3 separate regions of the Mus musculus genome follow, and all the other regions are linked to region 2. The links are chromatin contacts, called in public Micro-C maps. All regions are on one chromosome and are shown on one strand. Each heading gives the region's core, a stretch centred on a gene start, on an enhancer-like site or on the middle of the called end of the contact. The rest is flanking DNA. Distances are from core to core; before and after follow the strand shown. Region 1 holds the start of Trpc6 (transient receptor potential cation channel, subfamily C, member 6). Region 2 holds the start of Pgr (progesterone receptor). Region 3 holds the start of Arhgap42 (Rho GTPase activating protein 42).

Region 1 (2,852 bases), core at 54-2,553, 360 kb before region 2:
TGTGCTTTTTAATTTATATGTTTTTTTTTCTTCATCTTTTCTTTTGAGGTAGATTGTGACTCTGTAGGCCAGGCTTGCTTGGAACTCATATATAGTCAAGGTTAGACTTGAACTCTCCCCAATCTTCTGCCTCAGGATTTCAAGTGCAGGGTTTAGAGGTGAGTGTTATATGCTCTGATTATTTAACCAACATTTCTCTTTCCTGGGAGCACTGTTAGGACAGACAGTCCTTCAACTGATTGTCCCTGAATCCTAAAATAGTTGTTGGTATGCATTAAATAGTGATGAATAGTGAGTGAATGGATTCTTAATTTTCTTTTAATTCAACCACTATAAATACTCATTTATTGTGTGTGTGTGTGTGTGTCTGTCTGTCTGTCTGTCTATCTCTGTGTGACTTTCTGTGTGTCTGTCTCTGTGTGCATAGGGTGGGGAATTTGAATGCCCATGTGGATCAATTTAAGTTTTCTTTCTCTGTCAACCCTCCACCAGACTTTTTCAAGCAGGGCTCACTGAATCTGGAGTTTGCTGTTTTGGCTAGATTAGCTGGCCAGCCAGCTTCAAATTAGAGATGTCCTTCACCATGGAAGACTGTTATGTAAATACTGGAGACCTCAACGCATGTCCCCATACTTTTGCTCCAAGCACTTTAACCACTGAGAGAAATCCCATTTGTTCTTGTTGAGAAGGTTTTGATTTTGACAGATGTATGCCAATTGATCAGATTGTTAAAACAAGTTTTCAAAGCAGTTAGGACATTGGAGAAAATACACGATTTATGGCATTCAAATGAATCAGGGAGGATTTTCCTTAAAGCAAGCAGACACCATCGGAAAATGCCCTTTTTCTGTTGGTTTTTTTTCAGGAACCAGGAACATTCCACGGTAAGAACACAGACTGCTCTTCCATTACGTCGGAGCTTGGGAATGGGAGAGAAACATCTCAAGAAAATGAAGGAAGCGTGGAAGAAGGAGAAGATCTCGATTTCTGAGTGTTACTTAAAAGAAACTTCCTCGAAAGCCCTCCCTTGGTGTTACTTAAGAACCCTACTTTGGGAGCAGTTTACCCTCCCAAGCCCAAATAAAGAATGTGCCTGGCTCCCACTAGTTTAGTTTATTCTAGCTCTGTAAGTTGTGGCTTCCAGACAGGGGTCGGCGGATTTCTGGACGGTCCTTTCGATCCCTTTAAAGGTGGGGATCGTGACGGAGGACGTGGGGGAAGAAGGCGGGAGGCGAGGGCTGGAGAGTCACGGTTGACATAGTAACTCTTCAGCGGCTCTCCCTAGCGGCTGCCACTGAGGCCCCGCCTGTGCCCTCTGCCTGGGAGCCTGGGGCCGCCTGTCTGCGCGGTCCGGATGCGCTCAGGTCAAGGTTCCTTTCGCGGCTGTCTCCCAAGCCCCTAACTAGTGACTTCCACTGTGGCGGGCAGGGAAGCCATTGGCAGAACCTAGCCAGTCAGGAATCTGCATCTCTTCCCTCATTATCCTCTCCCTGGCATTGCTTTGCTCGGGTCCAGCTCAGTTGGTGACGCGGCCCCTTCTCCCCAGGTTCCCATCCACGGAAGCAGGGGTGCAGGCCGGCCAGGCACTGTGCCATGAGCCAGAGCCCGAGGTTCGTGACCCGGAGGGGCGGCTCTCTAAAGGCTGCCCCTGGAGCCGGCACCCGGCGCAACGAGAGCCAGGACTATTTGCTGATGGACGAGCTGGGAGACGACGGCTACCCGCAGCTCCCGCTGCCACCGTATGGCTACTACCCCAGCTTGTAAGTATGGGCGAGGGCAGCACGGGTTGCAGGAGTGGGTCCCGTGCGCGCCTCAACAGCCATGTGTCTCCAGACTTCCAGACAAGCGAGGGGTGCTAGCGCAGATGGGACGAGGCTGGCTGCTGGTGAGCACTCAAAGGCTGCGCTCACCCTCAGATTGAGCCCATGTGGTTCCCTCCCCACTACTCCTGTTGGGATACCAGGTCACCACAGGGGATCTAATGCTTGTCACCACAGGGGGAAGGAGAGCTATGCTTGGTCAATGTCTACAGCTCCTGCTACCTTGAGGAACTCTGCTCAACAGGCACGATCTGATCAGGTTCCAGTTTTTGCTCCAGTGATACCTTTTGTGTGATCAGAACTCTAAGGGTCTTTGAAGAAACCCACCATAGTGCACTCTCTAGTTCTACCAAGTCCTCTGGTCTTGAGCACGGATTACTTAGGGAGAGAATGGGCAACCTCCTTCTCACCCTGGAGCTGAGATTAAACGGGGGAGATAGACCTCAGGATTTTGTACCCATAGGATAGAAAAACAGAGACCAGCTCTTTACTAGTGGCATCTCAATAACTACGAGCCTTTTTTAACAACAACAGCACCAGCAGCAACAACAACAACTGACCCCCACTCCCCTCCCATGAGGTTGGTGACAGTGGTGCTGTGAAGGGACAGACAGCAGATAATAGAATGGAGAAACAAAGTCTTCCTTTCTCTTTTGCCCCTGGCAGGCTGTGAGCACTTGTGTAGTAGACCTACAGTATTTCTGGCTCTTTACACCTTCCCTTAATCTCTGCTTGACCGAATACCCAGGTTTCCTGGCCTGTCACAGCCTTCCGCAAGCTGTTTCCTAGGAAAGCCTTTATCAGTTTGGTTAGTTCTTCTAGAGTATGGAGGGGTGGTGATATCCAACCCACCTCCATTGGGGGGTGAGGGGGCTGGCATACCCTGATGACTTAGCTTGGCTTTTAGAGCTGTGATCAGGGCTGAGAGAGTCAAAGCCTGCTGTGGTTTATTTTCTTGGTGAGAGCTGAGCCCCCAGGAAATGGGGCATCTACATTTTCTTGAGGATGAAAAAAAAAAAAAGTTGGATGTGT
Region 2 (2,816 bases), core at 166-2,665:
CCACCCCCAGCTCCCACACTCCGGTTTTACCATTTGATACCATAAAGACATACAATAACTGCTTCCTTGAATTCTCTTCTCCCTCCCTAATTCTCACACATTTAAAATTAGTCAGCAATATCTCATTGCTGGAATAGTCCACACCCAAGCCCAATGGTCCAGTGTAACAGCAGCAATTCACGACTATGTAGCACCTCCCTGGTGATTGACATCTAGGCACCTTGCCTCCAGCAGCTCTGCCATCTCTGCAGTTTTGGAGCCTTTCACAAATCTTCTAGACCTGGCTGAGAATAACTGCAGGCTTCAGCATTAAAATGGCCTGGAAACACTCAAAGGCATTTCCCAAACGACTAACTCACTTTTGAATAGCGATGTGTCACGGCATCCACTGACTGGGCTTGAGAGTGGACAGCTTATGACGGTGTATAAAATAAATCATATTACTCTCTCCCCTCCACAGTGTTCTCATGACTTTAAAGGTGATTTATTCTTAAAGCTCAATGGTAATTATTCTAAGAGTAGAGAAACATAGAGGGGAGAAAATGCCATTTAGCTTTCCCAGTGGAAAACTTAATATGTGATGTAGATATTTAGTAAGGACTGAAGAGAACCTCATGAAAATCAGAACAAACAGAATATGACACTCAATGTCCAAACTCCCCATACAGGCAGCGATGTGTTACCAACTGTCTTCCATCCTTAACTGCTAAGTCACATTGGTGGCCCACTTGTCACAAGAATAGTTTGAGCGTGTTAGAGGAAGGCTGGACAGGCAGCCAGTAAGGTTGTTCAGTGTCAAACTCAGGATGAGTTCTATCTCCAGAATCTGCATGGTTCAAGGAGGAAATCCACTCTTTGGGGCTAGTCTTAGACTACCATATGCACGCGACACATGCAAGCACTCACACATATACACACAGAGCACTTGCTGCTCCTGCAGAGAACCCCAGTTAGGACCTCAGCACCTATATCAGAGCACCTGCAACTTCACCTCTGAGGGCTCTCACCCTCTCTGCTGACGTCTGAGCAACTATATAACCATGTAACATACACTCCCAGAGACATATACACGTAATAAAATGAAAATACTTGAGATCATTTTATACCTTTTATACAAAAAATAAAATGTCACGATATGTCACTGTCTGTGTTGAATATTTACAAATATTTTCAAATCCTGAAATCTTTACAACAACTTTGCTTTTTATAGGGTGGGGCTGGCATGCTTCTTAATTCAGTACAAATTCTGATATGTTTAGATTTCTTCTCAAAGCATCTGATATTCCAGGTGGAATCAGACTAGTGAGTAGCTGGAATTCCAACGCCAGAGATTTAGATCTAGCCAGTGATTGGCTAGGGAGGGGCTTTGGGCGGGCCTTCCTAGAGCGCCAACGCTTGCTAGAAAGCTATGGAGCCAGTCTAGACTGTCACTATCAGTCTTTGTAGTATTTACGGGTGCGAGGATTCTGACATTCTGCTAACTTCTCTTAGCTTTACTAGAGCAACCTGCAACCAGAACTCGCTGGGATTGTAGAGAACCTAGGGAGCCATAGAGACTGTCGCTGCAGGAGAACGAGTAAGAATGGGCTACGTCTTAGCCCCAGGTTTTTGGTGAGGACTGTAAAGCAAACTTCCTAGGATGTCTAGGTTTCAACAAACATAAGAAGTCCGGAGATAGCGGGAGTCCTTTTTTTCAGCACCGGCCACACCAGTTCCGGGTCTCCCATTCAAGAAGAAACACGAAAAAAAGTCTCTCGAATAACTCCCAGTTCTCAGACCAGACCAGCTTGCTCCAGCTACTTCTTCCTGTCCTCACCCCACCGCGACCGGGACAGCGCGACTACCACCCTTCCTCTGCGTCTGGGTGGAGGGTAAGGACAGGAGCTGACCAAGACCGCCCCTCCCAACCAGGAGGTGGAGATCCCACGGGTCCTGCGACTCTACACCCACTTCCTCCTCCCTCTGCCCCTATATCACCGGCACCCCCTCCTCCTTCCCTTTTCCCTCCTCCCAGGAGACAGGGGAGGAGAAAAGGGGAGCTTGGGTCGTCATGACTGAGCTGCAGGCAAAGGATCCGCAGGTTCTCCACACGTCTGGCGCTTCGCCCTCCCCCCCACACATCGGGTCCCCCTTGCTTGCACGCTTGGACTCAGGTCCCTTCCAAGGGAGCCAGCACTCGGACGTGTCGTCTGTAGTCTCGCCTATACCGATCTCCCTGGACGGGCTGCTTTTTCCTCGGTCCTGCCGGGGTCCCGAGCTCCCAGACGGAAAGACAGGGGACCAGCAGTCGCTGTCCGACGTGGAGGGAGCTTTCTCTGGGGTAGAAGCCACTCATAGGGAAGGAGGCAGAAATTCCAGAGCCCCGGAGAAGGACAGCAGACTCTTAGACAGTGTCTTAGACTCGTTGTTGACTCCCTCCGGGACCGAACAGAGTCACGCCAGCCCTCCAGCCTGCGAGGCCATCACTTCCTGGTGTCTCTTTGGGCCAGAGCTTCCAGAAGACCCCCGCAGTGTCCCTGCTACCAAAGGGTTGTTGTCCCCGCTCATGAGTCGGCCAGAGATCAAGGCTGGCGACAGCTCCGGGACAGGAGCAGGACAGAAGGTGCTGCCCAAAGGACTGTCACCACCCAGGCAGCTGTTGCTCCCTACCTCGGGGAGTGCTCACTGGCCCGGGGCAGGGGTGAAGCCGTCCCCGCAGCCAGCTGCAGGGGAGGTGGAAGAGGACAGTGGCCTGGAGACCGAGGGCTCTGCAGCTCCGCTTCTAAAGAGCAAACCTCGAGCACTGGAAGGCACCGGCAGCGGAGGAGGAGTCGCAG
Region 3 (2,724 bases), core at 101-2,600, 340 kb after region 2:
CAATTTTCCATGTAAGACACAAGTGGATTCTGGGAAAGGCAATGGTTAACGTTTAGCGTGTACTAAGTAATCCACTTGGTTCTCAGTATGAGAAAGCTTGAGTTGTAATAATGGAAGGGGAAGTTCTAAAGGAGAAACGAGTAAAGAATATCCTGAAGGGAGAAGTGTGGGAAAGATACTGACATCTACCAGGTCTGACTGAATGTAGACCTGAGCTCTCACCAATGACCAACACTGCACACCACACGATGCAAGCCAAAATTTAATACGAACAGAACACTCACAAGGGCTTTAAAATACACGGGTACCCTATTGGGTCCAAACAGCTTACCAATGGCCAAACTGCAGACGTGTATTTTTAAAAGGTCAAATCAATGACGAGTCATTGTTGTATGAAATTACTTTTCCTAAAGTATTATTAAATTCACTAGCTTCACTTTAACTCTCCAGACTCCCTTGTTTCCACTCTTCCCAGAGAGTTTGGCTTGCTTTGATTTGTTGTTGTTGTTGTTTGGTTTGTTTGTTTTGTTTATGAGACAGGGTCTCACTCTGTTGCCCTGACTGGCGTGGCTCTCTCCACCACCTTAAAACGAAAAATCAAAACAATTTAAAACAACAACAACAAAACCAACCCCCCACCAAAAACAACAACAACAACAACCAGGCACCGAAACTTTAGCAACAACAAACAAAAGTGAAAGTCTCTACCAACTTTTCACTGACAAGTCTCAAAAGTTGACTCTCAAGGGCTGTAGGGGAAACTTTTCCTCCCCAGTGTTGCCTGGGAAGTAAATCCGCACCACTAAGAACAGACTTTGTTGGCCACCAGCAGGGGAGCTCTTCAGCTTTTGTCCCCAATCCATTCAAACAAAAGAAGTTCGGTCTGGGGCTTCCCAACCAGGGTCCCGCACCCCATGGGGTCTTGCACACTTGGGGGCCCGTCACTCACTTCTCAGCGCCCCGATGAGCAGAGAGCCATCCTTCAGCAGCTCTTTGATGAACTTGTTGGTTCTCTCCAGCTCGATCTCGTGACACTGCAATCGCTCCCTAAAATCCGGGCTGTCCAAATACGAATCGCTGAACTCCAGAGTGGGCAGCCCCATGGCCCAGGCGCGGCGGCCGCTAGCTGCGGCGGGTGCGGGGACACTGCGAACGCGGGGGAGCGCTGGGGAGAGCGGAGGACTGGGCCCCGCGCGCCGGGCTCAGTGCAGCTGCCCCGAGGCCGGGCGGAGGCTCCGGGCGCTGTCACCGGCTCGCATCGTCGCTCGCTCGCACCGTGGGGGTGGCGAGGCTACAAGCTGTAGCGCAGAGGAGTCTTCTGACAGCGTCACTCGCTGACCCTGGGGACAGTGGCGCGCGCTTAGCTGGCGGCGCCTCACGGCGACTCGGGCCCGTAGGGAAACCCGCCCCCTGTGCGGAGCGCACGCGGGCCGGCCTGCAGCTCCCGGGCAGACCCTCCTCCACCCTCCCCGCCCCTCGCTGTCCCCGCCCGGTCCCCGCCCGGTCCCTGCGGTGCGCACTTTGCTCCCCGCACCCAGCACTGCTGTGTTGTAGCCTCACCCGATTCCTACCCGTCCCCGTCTGGGCCCACTGAGAGCGCCAGGCCCTGTGCGCCCCAAACCATCTCCAACCCCCAGCGTCCCCCTCAGGAACAGTCTGACTCCCACGTTAACCCCTGCGGGAACTACCACTTCCCAGCCGGTTCAAGTTTCACTTCAGGGTCCTGCCCATAAGTCCAAAATAGAAAGGATGTCCCGCCTGACTCCCAACCCCGCTGCATTGACCCATCAGTGAGGTGTGTTGGGTGTTATCCCTCAGTCTGTAAGAAAGGGGAATTGATTTTATTAACTCATTTCACATGTTATATACCCCTGTTTTAGTGTCTCTAATTGACACCTGGGTGGGTGGACCTACAAGTTCAGAGACTTTCATCGACTTGACCTGATCAAGCATTTCAAAGGAATCATTAATTCCTTTGGTGGTGGTGGTAGGTAATACCTGCATTCAACTGGCTGAAGCAGGAGAATTGCCAAGAGTTCAAGGCCAACATGGACTACACAGAGAAACACTGTCTCTGAGATGAATATATATATATGAATTCCTGCAAAGAGTCAATTAGCAGAGGTTGACCTAATAAATGTGCGTTCTGTTGAAACCCTGACAACAAAATAACCTACTATTTTATGTCATCCTGCACTCACCTGTAGCTTTTTTGAGAACTCCGTTACTTTTCTTAAGGATCTGTTTTTAATTTCTACATTTCCACTGCTTTGTATATTTGAACCATCTGTTTTTAAAAAAGAAAGGAAGGAAGGAAAAAAGAAACTTGTACAAATCATGGGAAAATCCACTGAAGTGCTTTACATTTTTTCCCAATTAAATTTCAGGAACCTTTAGCTGCAATTTTTTTCAGCCATACAATAACATTAAAAGTAGCATGTAAACAGCCAGGAATGGTGGTGCATGCCTTTAATCCCAGCACTCGGAAGGCAGAGGCAGGTGGATTTCTGAGTTCGAGGCCAGCCTGGTCTACAGAGTGAGTTCCAGGACAGCCAGGGCTACCCAGAAAAACCCTGTCTCGAAAAACCAAACAAACAAAACAACAAAACAAAACAAAAAGCAAAAATAGCATGTAAACTTTAAAACAGACAAAACCATGTAAACAGTATGCTTGATGACTTTTTTTAAATTCTCATTTTAAAAGCTTACATCCATATTTTTAGT

What was found. Hi-C and Micro-C count contacts between places; a contact is called where the count stands out from the background.
Region 1: a contact with region 2 is called in a Micro-C map of embryonic stem cells, with 3 times the contacts expected there. The contact joins the promoter of Trpc6 here to the promoter of Pgr in region 2. A contact is called at or near these places in 1 of 39 promoter capture datasets (embryonic stem cells), 2 of 484 Hi-C or Micro-C datasets (both in embryonic stem cells) and 1 of 115 datasets of contacts at active chromatin or transcription factors (large pre-B cells).
Region 3: a contact with region 2 is called in a Micro-C map of embryonic stem cells, with 4 times the contacts expected there. The contact joins the promoter of Arhgap42 here to the promoter of Pgr in region 2. A contact is called at or near these places in 2 of 39 promoter capture datasets (hippocampal neurons and neural stem cells), 5 of 484 Hi-C or Micro-C datasets (cerebral cortex, embryonic stem cells and uterus) and 1 of 9 other capture datasets (adipose tissue).

What each region holds. Positions count from the first base shown.
Region 1 is chr9:8,542,839-8,545,690 of GRCm38.p6, forward strand. Trpc6 (transient receptor potential cation channel, subfamily C, member 6) reads left to right here and starts at 1,304. Exons shown (of 13, transcript NM_013838.2): 1 at 1,304-1,760. The coding sequence starts at 1,594.
Region 2 is chr9:8,898,418-8,901,233 of GRCm38.p6, forward strand. It overlaps Pgr (progesterone receptor), which reads left to right and starts at 1,416. Exons shown (of 8, transcript NM_008829.2): 1 at 1,416-2,816. The coding sequence starts at 2,051.
Region 3 is chr9:9,237,677-9,240,400 of GRCm38.p6, forward strand. Arhgap42 (Rho GTPase activating protein 42) reads right to left here and starts at 1,351. Exons shown (of 24, transcript NM_001372563.1): 1 at 950-1,351. The coding sequence starts at 1,103. The region is part of intron 2 of Gm16833 (predicted gene, 16833); the gene reads left to right.